Regions from separate parts of the Zea mays genome. Here region 1 is linked to region 2. Evidence: chromatin contacts called from public Hi-C data. All regions are on one chromosome and are shown on one strand. The core of a region is the stretch at or near the end of the contact, and the rest is flanking DNA. Distances in the headings are between cores, read along the strand shown.

What was found. A called contact is a pair of places that touch in the nucleus more often than the background predicts.
Region 1: a Hi-C map of tassel shows a contact between it and region 2, with 2.8 times the contacts expected there. The contact joins the enhancer-like site here to the promoter of LOC100384701 in region 2. A contact is called at or near these places in 2 of 25 Hi-C or Micro-C datasets (ear and tassel).

What each region holds. Positions count from the first base shown.
Region 1 is chr8:37,909,598-37,916,828 of Zm-B73-REFERENCE-NAM-5.0, forward strand. No RefSeq gene overlaps it. Among protein-coding and RNA genes, the nearest start is that of LOC100384701, 150 kb to the left of the region's middle. Within about 2 kb of position 3,679, at least 17 of the 20 cell types and tissues checked have an H3K27ac peak or open chromatin away from gene starts, as enhancers often do. A contact at or near this core is called in ear and tassel, where this site is marked.
Region 2 is chr8:37,764,509-37,771,922 of Zm-B73-REFERENCE-NAM-5.0, forward strand. It overlaps LOC100384701 (Galactose oxidase/kelch repeat superfamily protein), which reads right to left and starts at 1,737. Exons shown (of 9, transcript NM_001177176.1): 1 at 1,290-1,737; 2 at 1-361. The coding sequence starts at 1,403.

The DNA.
Region 1 (7,231 bases), core at 2,429-4,928, 150 kb after region 2:
GCACACAAATTGACATAAACTAACATTTCTTAGCAACTAATAAACAAAAAAACTTAATTACCAAACCTATCTTTCCCTCTCCATATAAACATACATAGTGCATAATTAAAATAAATTGAAAATTAAATAGAAAGATTAAAGACAGAAACCTATGTAACATAATTAAAGGCACAAAAGAACACACCAATGAAACAACTAAATATATCTTAGATAAACTAAATTGAAAAGTAAAAATGAAAAGTGAGAGAGAGGAGAGAGAATATTTAGCCATCTTAAACAACCTCATTAGAAGAAACATGGACAATAACATAGCTACTCTTCTCTTTAACACATGGTGAAACCCTAAATCCAAAAAAGTGGATAAAATTGAGAAAAAATGAACTAAAATTAGCAAGAGAAACATAAATCAACCTTTATTAGCATCTTTCATCCAAAAAATGAAGATTTATCTCTGTTTTGTACTAAAATTAGTGCGCACCATAGGCATAGAGCTGTTTTGTACTAGTGTTTTTCTCATAGTCATTATGTTTTAGTGGTTGATATAGTGACTGGAATAAAATCTAATGTATTGTTGAAAATGTCAAAATTTATTTATCTAATTTCTCTACAAATGGTGAATACAACATTTTACAAGAGTCAGATATTTTTAACTTTGATTATATATACATATAATATTAAGTTGAAATTACGATAATGCCCTGTTTTAGTGTGTAACTATAGATTTATCTCTGTTTTTTAGACTTCGTGTGTTTGTCGATGTTTTTCAAAACAAAATTGTTATATGCTCCTACTCCGTTAGTTGTATTCAACGATGTTAAGTCCTGATAAAAAGATAAGGGATAATTGCGCCAGTGTCCTATTTTAGAGTGTAATTATAGTTTTGCCCCTATTTTTAGACTTTACATATTTTATGATAATTTAAATTATTTCTACAATAATTCAAATAATTCCGACAATAATTAAAACTATTTTGCAATAATTTGATTTATTTTGCAATAATTTGAATTATTTTCAAAATAAAAAAGTGAAATATTGTTGTCAAAATAATTTTGAATTATTTTTGTTATTTTTTGGATTATTGTTTGCCAAATTTTTTGAATTATTGATAGGGGAAAAACTCCAATTACACTCCAAAACAATGCCACTAGTGCAATTGTTCTTTGTCTTTTTTTATCAAGACTTAAAATCATTAAGTACAACTAAAGGAGCAAGGACATTCAACTACTTTTTTACTTTGAAAAAATAGGAACAAACATACAAAGCCTAAAAAACATGAATAAATCTACAATTACACCATAAAACAGGGGCAATGATGCAATTGTCCCTAATATTAATACTTATAGTATATAACTAGTACTATAGATAGATAATTGAACATATGTTTATATAAATTTATTCAAAGGTATAAATTTATAAAAAAATCCTATAAATTTATTTAAATTTTAAAATGACTATTATAAATACTATAGCGACACTTTTTATAGTACTTTTGTGGGAAGGGGCGAGTATTTGAACTTTGGACAAGATATATTGCGTGGCTACGATGATATAAGGGCATCTACAATTTAGAGACATTGGATTGATTTTCAGAGTACAAGAGACAACTAAAAAATTGTATGATACGATCCTAAGGCTATGTACAACCACATTTAATATGTGATCTTTTTGAGTCTAATTGGAAAAAACATAAGAGAATGGCTATTCGCGAATAGCCCGTCTCTACACGATTTTCAATACATATTGTTATTTAGCTGCATTTATGGCCTAGAGTCTCAATGTTGTATCACATAGTCTCTAAATTGTCTTTTGTACTTAGAAAACTGAATTATCGTCTCAGTGTTGTACATGTCCTAAGACTTTAAGTCATAAACATAGGTAAGAGACAGTATATATGGAGAGTCGTATAGAGACGAGCTCGTCTCTTGTATTTGTTTAAGGGCATGTACAGTGGGTATCTTAAGTTGTGTCTTAGAGTGTGTCTAGGGGGGTGAATGTAAAAAATCTCAAGACATGTATCTTGACGAAGACACAGTGTCTTAGCTCTATATTCGAGACAGGAGACTATCTGATTGGTCACTTTAATTTATTGAATGCTCTGATTGGTACAATGAATATGGTAAGACACATGTTTTAGACATGACCACTGTATTATGTTGTGTTTAGTTGTGTCTTATACTTGGAGTACCGTGCAGCTGTATCTAGGTTGTACATGCCCTAATTAACACCGAAGAGATCTCTCAAGAGACCTCATATTAAATGCTATTGTACATGCTTTAAATGCTCGTTTGGATCTCACGGACAAAATTTTAGCCTCATCACTTGGGTTGTTTAAATACTAATTAGAAGTATTAAATATATTTTAATTACAAAACTAATTATAAAGATAAAAAAAATATAGACAATAAGATGAGTCTATTACGCATAATTAGACTATGATTCGCTCGTGTAATGTTATAATAAACATTTGATAATCATTAATTAATTAATTTTATTTTTTTCGTTTTAATTTTTATTTATATAACTAGTTTTGTAATTAGACTTTATTTAGTTCTTTAATGTTCGAAATTTTGGTCGCGAGAAAAACACACCGCTAGTAATAGTATAATTAATAAATATACAGAATACACTAAGTGGGTGTTTGGTTTCTAGGGACTAATGTTTAGTCCCTAGATTTTATTCCATTTTAGTTCTAAAATTACCAAATATAGAAACTAAAACTTTATTTTAGTTTCTATATTTAGCAATTTATACACTAAAAAGGAATAAAATGAAGGGACTAAACATTAGTCCCTAGAAACCAAACACCCCCTAACTCTCAACCGTGCCCCTACTCTCAATTTGATCTTGGGATTTGGGGTGTAGAGCAGCAAGGTCGCAACTCTCGAAGTGCTCACATTCATCTAGGGTGATGAGCATAGCGCCTGGGCTTCCCTTTTGTTTATGCACGTCGGTTGAGACTCCACTGCACTCGAGAGGCTGTTTGCGTTCTCAAGTGCGCCTCGGAAACGCCCACGGCACACGAATTCGTGCAGATATATACTCTATTCAATGCCAGCGCTCTGGCCTGCTGCCAGGCCTTGTGTTTTGCATCATAATGGATCGGTCGCTGCATGTGAGTGAACGAGAGGCGGTCACAGCGAGCAAGGGAGTATCCATCACGAGTCCACCACATACCTCGATGGGGGCATAGCTAGTAGCTAGGTGCAGCGCAGGCGGCCTCGTGAGGCGCAGAGACGGAAGTACGTGATGGCTACGGCGAACGGACCAACTTGCTGTGCTCCACTACCCCTGCTAGCGTCTAGGGAGCCGAAGAGAGCAGCAGCACGGATACCGATCGCGACCTCGGGCCTCCCTCACGTAGACTGCGGGCGGGATACGCCGTTTCATCGCGCTTCGGGTTGCCATGCCATGCCATGCGGCGACGCAAAGCATCTCGTGACTGGAACCGCGCGCCCGGCCATCCGCGGAGGCGGAAGCCCGCTCGGCCCACGCGCCGCGACAGCATCCGGAGCTGCGCCAACCGACCAGCCCCGGGCCCGCTCGAGGGGTGCGAGTGTGACGGACGTGTCGCCGTGATGCCCGCCGGCGGTGGTGACCACCCGTCGCGTCTGTCTCTCGCTGGGGACAGGACAGTCGGGCACTGCGACCTGCGAGGACGTTATCGGTCTCCAACGCGTCGCGGTCGAATCCTGCGTGCGCCTGTTGGGCTCGGACGGGGTAGGGGCATGGGTTGGGTTGGGTACGGTGTGTGATGGCCTGATGGGCTGGCTGGTCGTGTGCATCAATCAGCCCATGTGCATCAACCAGCCTGATGCGAAAAATTCTTGGCCGGGAGTTCCCGACTTCCCGTACTGTGTTTACTTGCACTGGTGGTTATTATCTGTTCCCCGATTGCTTTTGCTACAACCTTGAGAGATCTGTGTGTCAAGCAGCATTGGTCACTGGACGAGGCAACGTCGGACGTCACTGGTCGCAGGATAGAAAAGAAAAAACGAAGGGACGGTTGCCCTGCGCCCCTGCCTGTGGCTGCTGTACGGCAGAGCGGAGTGGTGTCACACATCCTGAGCGCCCCATGCCCATCTGCGGCCTCCGTTGTCAACTCCGCTATCTTTCGGTTTTCCTTCACATCGAGGCACTGCTGCTAACAATGAAAACATAAACCCGTCAAAGAAAATGCGTGATATAACATATGTTTTTAAAATCAGTCATATTTATATATAAATAATCATGTAGAAATAAACTTTTCACAAAGAGAGGCTATATCTTTTTTTTTCATTCAACCATTTAAAGACCATGAGTATAAATTATCCAAATGGATTATGCACGTCCTAAGGGCAAGAGTAATGAAGGGGATTGAGCGGACTAGAATCCCTCACCATTCAAAATTAAATAGTGAGGGATTATATCCCCTCCATTACTCTCGCTCACAAACAAACCCTAAAAGAAAGTGTAATTGTACTTACTCTTCTCATAGAGGGACCTAAAACCCCTGAGTTAAGATCCCGTCAGGTAGTGTTTGGTTGTAGAGTTAGAAATAGTTGAATCGCTCCGTTCCATCATATAGCATGCTTGGTTTGATTTCACATGGAATTGAGCCGCTCCAAAATCAGAATATTAATTCCTTCGATATGTTGCATCTCTGGGCACCCTAGAAATGATCAAACCAGTGCGCTCGCGAGTCCATTGCTCCTCTCCCCCTTCCTGTCATTAGCTTCCTCTTCTGTTCTGCTTTACTCCAGAACAAAATACAGAATACAGATGCTCCGCTATGCTTCACTTTGAAAACTAAACAAAAAAATATAGTGGCTCTGTTCTAGCTACCAAACACAGAACATAGCCGTTCTATCCTTATAATCTAGAACAGAGTCGATCCATCCAACTAAACTCTTGAACCAAACATTATGGATTATTTTCTATTGGATTTTGTTGGATTTATGGGCTTCGCCCAATTGATAAATTCAATTAAATCCTAAAAAATCGCAAATGCCCATGTATGGCAAGGAAATGTTGGAACCAGATAAGGATATGAGTCCTAATCAGATCACGATCAGATCGGATCGCGAGCTTATCGATTCGTGGACTGACCCTATATAAGGTGCCTGCTAGTCCTTGCCAGAAATGCATCCCAACCTGAGTTAGGTTTTTGCCTCTGCTCATAGTTCCACCGCCATCGTAGTACTCTTCACCTCGAGCGCCGATGTGCATCTACGAACGGGAGAGCAGGTTTCTGGAACCATTAGCCTTCGAGATCCTACACCGGGAGAGGGCGAATAAGGTTTTCGAGAAGCGTATTCACGCGACTGCTCGCGTTCTTCTCATCGACCCTGCCTCGACGTCGTTGACCCTACTGCTTCGACGTTGTTTACCATACTGCTTCCACCCACGTTGTCTACTAGTATGTCTGATCATTACGTGTCATATTATTTGACCTAATACTTCAGTTTATCTGTTATGGTAGAGGTGTGTTGTATTTATCTGATTACCTTGTTAGGTTACTTGTTAGGTAAAATTCACCTTGATTATTTATTGTTAGGCAAAGTGTAAGATAAACCAAACTAAGGTAACCTATTGGGTCCCATCAAAATTATTCTAAGCATGTCACAGTAATTAACACGAACATTAATTAATGGGTAAAGAAGGGTGATCAAGGGCACAACTTGCCTTCAGCGAGCTCCTTCTCAGTTTCTTCAACCTGTGGTGCTCTGGGCAATTCGGTCACTTGCTCGTCTACTCACAACAATACACACAAACATTGTACACGAGAAATTAACATCACATCAAACATGATACCAAACTATATAGTATTGTTCTATGTGTCACTGCGAAATTATAGGTTCGAGAACCACTGAATTCGGAGCTAAAAAGAACAAGTTATGGATTTTCTAAGGTGGTTTGATTTTTTTTGTACTAGAAATTAGTTATCAGATTTATTTTATTTAATCCAAAGCTTATTTGCACTGCAGCTACTATATATGAAGAGTTCTGGGTCTGCTGCGCAATTTCTAGGACCTTAGCGCAATGATCTTCCAACTAAATAGCTCTCTGGCCTAATTACATAGAAGCTCAGGGTCTCTTTTGTATAAACACTATGCCTGTTATAACTCTGGACATCCCTGATCCACCCGATCATGGATCATCGGGCCAGAATTAATCGCACCAAAGGCTGAATCGGTACAAAACAATAACCACCGGGTCGAGATCCGATGGCCTAGATCTTAAGTCACGAAGGGGTATGCTCGGGGTTTTAAAACACTAAGATTTAATCTCCACCACTCGTTTTGAGAGAAATGTCTAGGGACCACCCTCACTCATCTCACCCTCTCGATGCCGGAGTGTGACGACGCCGCTCTCAGACCATGGCAAAGACATCGACGGAGTACGACGATTTGGCCCAAGAGTGTTTGTCCCGGATTCTAACATGTGCTATGCATCGAGTAGTGCATGGTGAACCCACCTAGAAACCCTATTCTGTTGATCGATTGGCCGACCGGCCCTGCCCACGGCGTCCGGCTGGTCTGCAGCGAACCCAATACTTCGGTGAGAAATCCCCGATTGCTTGCAGCACTATGACCTACAACGCTTGAAGCTACACGATACTGAAGCGATTGTTGGCACTTGCTCTCAGTCGCAAGGTGGCCAACAAGGGTGAACAGTGATGATAACAGGGTTACGTGCTAGAAGGCAATAACTCTGTTAATCTGGCCCCTCATGGGCACTATGCGAGGGTATTTATAGGTACCTGAGCGCCCAGCGCCTTGTGCTAAGGACGCATGTGCCCTCAGCTACCTAGGTTATCCCCAGAATATTCCCATAAAGCGGGGTTACAGACTGTAATTACAGGGATGCCTTTACAAATTAGGCCCGTAACGCGCGGCGGCCACGCAGGGCCCGTTACGATGGGCCGGATCGCACGTGGGCCTCTGAGCTGGACGAGGCCGCACTGTGGGATGACGTCGTCGCCGGTCTTCGTCTGGTGCCGATCAAGCGAAGGGTGTCCCTGCCTGTTTTGTCTCTGCCAGACCAGCGGCTGCAGCGAAGGCTTCGAGCGAAGGGTGGCGTCTTTGCCTTCGCCCCAACATTTGCCCTCCGAGGGACCAGTTCGACAAAGTCATCTGGTGCCGAAGACGTCGCTAGATGGCGGAGACGCTGCCCTCGCTCGAAGTGGTTCCGCGGGGGTTTTTGATGTGACCGTTGATTGACGGCGTACTGTTGGATTGCGGGTTTCCCGAAG
Region 2 (7,414 bases), core at 487-2,986:
TGGGCACGTCCAGCACGTGCACGTCGCTGAGGTAGTTGCCCTCCCCCTCCCCGCTCCCGCCGAAGACCACGAGGCGGTCGCCCCCGACGACGGTGACGCTGTGGCTCTCCCGCGGCGACGGCGCCGCCCCCCTGCACTGCGGGCGGCTCCACTCCCTGGTGCGCAGGTCCAGCACGTGCAGCTCGTTCACCTTCTTGCCGCCGTTGGTGCCCCCGAACACGAGCATCCGGTGGCCCACCAGCGCGGCGCCGTGGCTGTCCCGCGTGCCCGGCCGCTGCCCCGTCGTGGCCAGCGCGCTCCACGCCATCGTCTCCACGTCCAGCGTCACCACGTCGCTGAAGTGCAGGCCGCCGCAGCATCCCTGGAGTTAAAGAATCGCGTCGCGTCACAGCAGCTCCGACACCAACCACAAAGAAACGGATTGCAGAATGATTGCTCGTTCGTTCGATCTGATCAACATCACTGTGGAAGTGGAACCATGTGTCGGATCGTCCAGCAGAGGACGGCGTCCGGGTCGGTGCAGTAAGTAGCACCCATCCAATTGCTGCTGGCATTCAACATTTTTCTCTTTGCGTGACCACTGACCATACCATCATCCCAGCAGCACACAATCAGGGGGAAGCTTAAACGCGGGGCGGAGTGGTCCTCGCCTGGCCCAACCCAAGCGGACGGGGGAAAGAGGAACAAGAGCGAAAAGGCTATCTTCTTCCTTTTTCCCATCCACTCGTCCTACTCTACTCCTGCTGCAGTGCATTTGACGCTAAACCACTGAAACCTCAGCTCAAATTAACAAACTGGATTGCAGATGGGGCGGGTTCTGCTTAGCACAACCGAGGACATCAGCTTAAAAAACCTTTTTTTTCCCGTTATGGACAAGGACTCCCTCGCTTTTGGTGAAAGCTACACGACATTTTGCTTGCTGGCTTGCTACACTACAGCAGCGGGACAAAACACAGCTCCAGAGGATGAACACCAGAGATGATAAACAACCTTTTGTCCAAAATAATCTACCCTCAGCCGGTAGAGGCGGGGTCATAGCTCAAACCACCACCAGCATGCGTCTTCTTCCTGATGAACTAGTTCGCAGCTACCAGTAAGTATTAAGCTTCCATATCACTAGCAACTAAATAGTATAGCTGTACTAGGAGGCATCAAATTCAAGAAAGACGCGAAATCTGTAGAAGAATTCAGAGCGAAAACATGGCCGGATAAGACGGGATCAAGAGGATGGAACAGAACCGCAGGCGTTGGTTGATGGACATCATATCATCATACGATAGGATACATACCCCAAAGACGTAGACGACCCCTTCGAAGAAGCAGGCGGAGTGGCCCCACCTCTCCGGCGGGTTGAAGCCGACCACCTTGGGGTACAGCCACATTGCCTTCCTCTGCCGCTCCATGCCTCTGCTTTCTGGAGAAGAAGAGGAGGGGAAAGGAAGCAGAGTGGTAGAGACTGCCGACTCGACTGGAGAGAGATGAGGAGGGAGACAGCAGGTGGCAAAGGGAGATATGGAGGGAGGGAGAGAGAGACGGAGCGACTGAGCGAGCGAGCGGGCGTTTTCACAAGGTGTCACACCAGCCGTCTCTGTTGCTGATGAGATTTGCCACAAAGGAGAGAGCGCTCTCCAGCTAGTGAGGCATCACACGTCAATCAATCGGTCGCTCGCTCGCTCGCTTTCACTCGGGAGATGGACATGGACATGAAAAGATAGGGCCTTTCAACTCATGTCCAAGGTTCTCCCAGTCGCGGCGGGTCGCCCGCCCTACCCCCAGCTATGAATACTGGCGACCGAGCCGCTGCTGCTGCTGCGTGGAGGCGACGGAGGCGAGTGGGGACACGAGTGACCTTGCGATGCAAAGGCGCCCTGCTCTGCTCTCCTATACTATGGTCTGATACTCTGATTCTCCGTGGTGTGGTGTGACCACGTACTACACACTCCACTGGTAGGAGTAGAGTGAGTAGTAGTAACAGCCGCGCAAGGCAGCATCTATTACTGGCTACTGCTGCTATGAAAATACAGCATGAAATGAAGAGGCGGACTAGACTGGACTGGACTGGACTGGATGGTGTGGGCGTGTATGGGGAAACGTGTGCCTGGGAGTGTGTGAGGGAGTATCAAATTGCACACCTACATGGCTACAGTACACTCCACGCTGACGGACTACCGACGAACCAGGGCTTTGGTTTGGCTTGGGTTGGAAAACGGGGGGTTGTGATTTGTTCAAAATTATGGGGTTTTGGGATTGGGATGCATTGCGGTGCGTGGCCGTGATGCCATGGGAAGCTGTGCCTTTTGTAGTCTATATATTTAAATTTTACTCTACGAAACATTATAGTCTATAATGCATAACAGTATAAAACAGTGTTTTGGATAACCATATAGATAAACTTTTTTATACGGTCTTAGGGTGAGTACTTTGGTGGTGTTTAGCTCCTTACAAATTTTGAGAAGTTAGATACCACAACAAATTCTATTATCTAATTATATATTTAGATTATGAGATTCTGGTACAAAATCCAATACAAAATTCAAACATTGTTTGGCTAATAATAAAAAGATTGTAGAATGAGATTCTAGAAATGATGCACGAACCAAACACGCCCTAAGAGCTAAGTATAATAACAGGCTATAAACATGTTAAATACTGAGGTGGAGGAAATAGAAGAAAAACATGTGTAAACTTATAGCCAGCTCAAACACAAAAACAAAGACGCTTTGTGAGAGAGACAATTAATTGTGAAAAGCTAACTACTATATAGATGGGCTAAGGGGTAGGCTGCAAAGATTCTTATAGCCAGTGTTCGGCTATATTATTATACTTTCTCTAGTAAGATGCATAGCCTCAATTTAGATACCAAGTAAAATAGTAACTTAGTATCCTAATAATAAAAAGGAGAGATAAAAGATAATCTATTATATAAGAAACTACTTTCTACACGAGAATCAAGATAAAAATACATATGATTTGGCGATACGAAGCAAGTGCTTAGATGAAAATTTAATTAAAAAACATGTTCACCAAAAATATAGTTTCTATGTATAAGATATATTATCTAGCAAACATAAAAATTATACCATAAATTATATTTGGAATTGTCCTTATTTTATCTACAGTGCAACTCAACAAAGTATCATATTTAATCCTCTATCCTCGACACTTTTTAATATAAAAATATGTCAGCGTCTCGGAAAAGACATACCTCCGACTCGTACCATGACACGTGCAAGGATCTTATCATCAGCAAATTACCAGATTGACTTGCATAGGTCCACAAGCATTGGGACCCATGACCAGGAAAAGACTACAAGACCCCATGCCTTGAGATGTGTGCAATAGGCCCTCCCTAGGGGCTCCTTGTGCAGAAGATAAGAAGCAACAACATAAGAAAGTTCAAGAGCACTCAAGTGGAAGACTTTCTTCAGAGATAGGGAATCAAGCATGAGTTCTCCTCTCCCTATTCACCACAATAGAATGGTGTGGTGGAAAAGAAGAACAAAACTCTAATTGATATGACGATGACCATGCTTGAGGAATACAAGACATCAGATCGGTTTTGGATAGAAACCACACCATTAACCGGTTGTACTTACACCGACTCCTTAATAAAACATCATATGAACTTCTAACTAGTAACAAACCTAAACTTTCATACTTTAGAGTATTTGGGAGAAAATGCTACATTTTGGTAGAAAGAGGTAGAAATTCTAAGTTTGCTCCTAAATCAGTAGAAGGGGTTTTACTTGGTTATGACTCAAACATAAGAGCTTTTAGAGTCTTCAATAAATCCACGGGTTGTGTTGAAGTTTCATGTTATGTTGTGTTTGATGAGACTAACGACTCTCAAGAAGAGAATGTTGATCTTGATGCATTAGATGATGAAGAGGCTCCCTGCACTGCACTAAGGAATATGTCCATTGGAGATGTGTTCCCACAAGAGCCTAATAAAGAGTAAGATCAACCATCCTCCATACAAGCCTTTCGTCCAACTCAGGATGATGAACAAGAAGTTCAAGATGAGGGCATGCATCAAGGGGAGATGAGGATCAAGAAAAGGAGGATGATCAAGAAATTTAGACAACAAAGACGCCTCACCCAGGAGTCCATCAAGCAATTCAGAGAGATCACCCCATCGACATGATTCTAGGAGATATCCAAAAGAAGTAACTGCTCATTCCGAATTGCTAATTTCTATGAGAATTACTCTTTTGTGTATTCTCTTAAGCCTTTCAGGGTTGAAGATGCATTAAAGGATCCAGACTGAGTGGTGGCAATTCAGGATAAGCTCAACAACTTCAAGAGAAATGAGGTTTGGAATTTATTACCACGTCCTAACCAAAATATTGTAGCAACCAAGTGGGTCTTCCACAACAAACAGGATGGACATGGTGTGGTGATAAGGAACAAAGCCTAACTTGTGGTCATGGGGTATTCACAAGTCAAAGAGTTGGATTTTGATGAAAACTTTGCACATGTAGCTAGGCTTGAGTCAATTTGAATTTTATTAGCCTATGTTACTTACTATGATTTCAAGTTGTTTCAAATCGATGTGAAAAGTGCATTTCTCAATGGAGTGATCAAGAAGAGGTACATGTTGAGCAACCTCCTGACTTCAAGAATGATAAGTATCCTAACCATGTCTTTAAGCTCAATAAGGCACTCTATGGGCTTAAGCAAGCACCAACAACATGCTATATATATATGCCTTAATGGCTTTTTAATTGCAAACTCAAGGTTGGAAAAGCCGATCCTACTCTATTCACTAAGACAATTGATAACAATCTTTTTGTATGCCAAATTTAAGTTGATGATATTATTTTTGGCTCTACTAACGGATCGTCTTGTGAAAAGTTTAATAGAATTATGATCAAGAAGTTTGAGATGTGAATGATGGGGGAGCTGACGTTCTTTCTAGGATTTCGAATAAAGAAACTCAAATATGGCACCTTCATCAGTCAGACCAAATACAATCATGACACTTGAAAAAGTTTGGGATGGAGGATGCTAAACCCATCAAGACACCACTGGGAGCTAATGGACATCTCGTCCTTGGCATAGGAGGTAAAATAGTTGATCAAAAGGTATATCAGTATATGGTTGGTTCTTTACTCTACTTATGTGCATCTAGACCGGATATTATGCTTTCCATATGCATGTGTGTTAGATTCCAAGACAATCCTAAGGAATGTAATTGTCATGGTTTTAGAAACTAGGGAGCAGTAATATTTGTGTTCAGTGGGGGGATTAGCGGAGACTCACTCCGAATAGTGAATCATAGGGACTCGAACGTGGGGTTTGAGATGTTGGGATTATACTAGTTCATGCTTGCGCCCTAGTTAAGTGTAGTGCTGATCATAGTATAGCTCTGGAGCATGTTACTATTGGTGTGCTTGTGTGTTCAGAAAAGAGGGCCTCCTTCCTTTTTATAGTTCAATTGCTGGATTCTACAATGAGGACTTGTATTATGTCGGGGGAGCTCGGTCGGTGGCCTTTGTGTAGCATGGTTCCTTTGATGTTGTCCGTAGGGTCGTGCGCAGCCCTACTCCCATCATGTCGTATTGTCCTGTCCGTGCGGTCTTCCGCTGACATTCTTATGGTAGTGCGTGGGGGTCCCGCAGGTCACTCGTATGGAGTAGTCATGCGTCATGCGGTCTTGTCTATCATCATGAGCCTGCGTTACTCGTTGGCGTGTGTAGGCGTACACCCATTATGGTGTATCTGCTATGCACTACCCAATAGTTGAATCATTGTAGAAGCTTCGATGCTGAGGTATTTTATGTATATGGCTGTCCAGGCCCTCGAGGCTATGGGACCACATTTGGGGGACATAGTTGGGGAGGTGCGGTCATGTCGATAGCGGCCACTCGGTGTGCTTGTGACCTGCCGTTCGGATGACTGGCCATGGCCCATGATGTCATGTCTTATCTCAGTTGGAGTGGACTTTGCGACGTTTGACTCAGGTTTCCACCTTTCCTCTCTTTCTTGGTTGGGACCTAGGTGGTCGTTCTGCCTCACAAACTTGCTTGATAGGGACCTGGTCGACCGCTCTGCTTTGCGGCCTTGCTTAGTAGGGACCTAGTCGGCGCCCCGCCTCGAGGACTTGCTCGGCAGGGACCTAGTAGACTGCTCCGCCTCGCGGACTTGCTTGGTAGGGACCTGGTCGATCGCCCTGCCATGCAAACTTGCTCGACGGGGATCTAGTCGGTCGCTCTACCTCACGATTCTGCTTGGCAGGGAGACTTTGGTCAGCAAGAAGGTTTTATGGGCCTTATTTTGGTACCATGTTCCTAGGTACCTGAAAGTAGGCCCCGAGCCCGAGCCCCCGATCAATTTGTCCGAATTGTGTGGGGGTTTATTGCGCAGTTTAGGGACGGACTCTGCCCGAGATGGTCGTCACACACTAAGCATGGGTCCACTTTTGCTCGGTTATTACCGACGTTTGAAATCTCGGATGCACGCGAGCGCATCTGCTAGATATTGCCCCCAAGGAATTCATGTGAATTGCTTGGGGTTTATTGCACAGTTTTAGGGACAAGCCCTGCCTGCGGTGGTTGTCACGCACTGAGCGTGGGTCCACTTTTGCTCGGTTATTACCGACGAGCGTCGAAACTGGGCGTAGTCTTTGGGTGATGTCCTCTTGGGTTGATGATTCCTTGAGTATTTGATCCTTGATCAACATGCTTCTCCCCTTTGAAGATCTCTCAAGGCTCTTTCGAAGAGGAGGCCATCGTCCACCAACCTAGTTGGCACAGGGAAAGCAGCCGTCGAGCTCCAAACGAGTTATCTAAGTGAGATTCGATCACCTTTTGGTGGGGTTTGGTTTCGGCAAGTGGTCCCACTAGGAAGCTCAACCCACCAGGGCATCTCATTTAGTCCTTCCTTATTCGACCCTGTTTTGGCTCTTTGGTCGGTCTGGCCGACCAAAGAGGGGCCTCGTGGCCACCCCGTCAGTTGGGTTTCTGCAAGAGAATGTGAGGTTCGACCTTGGACGTGGGTGCGAGCAAATGACCTATGGGCTAGTCACCTAGCTTGTGGCTCACTGGGAGCTTGCTCAGTCCACCCCTCGCTCTGTGTGAGAATTTAGGGTGAGTTTGAGTTTTACCTGGTTGGTATGATGCAGTTTCTGCAGCAGCGTGGTAAAGGGAGGTGGTCATCATGACATCGTTCGACGCGAGCGGCTTGATGGGACAAAAAATAGACTGCCTACCCTATCACGCTAGGGTGTCGTGGTGGCTTGGTTAACTGTCTCACCCATGACAGGGGCATCTTCTACAGCGTGCCCTGTTGGCGCTCTGTCCTAAGTGGTGAGGGCCAACAAGGCACACAGTCTTTTCTGCTCGATACCCAATGTGTCCCTTGGTTGAAGGGGAAGATCCTCCGGTGCTATTTGGGGTGCACCCACCTTTGAGGC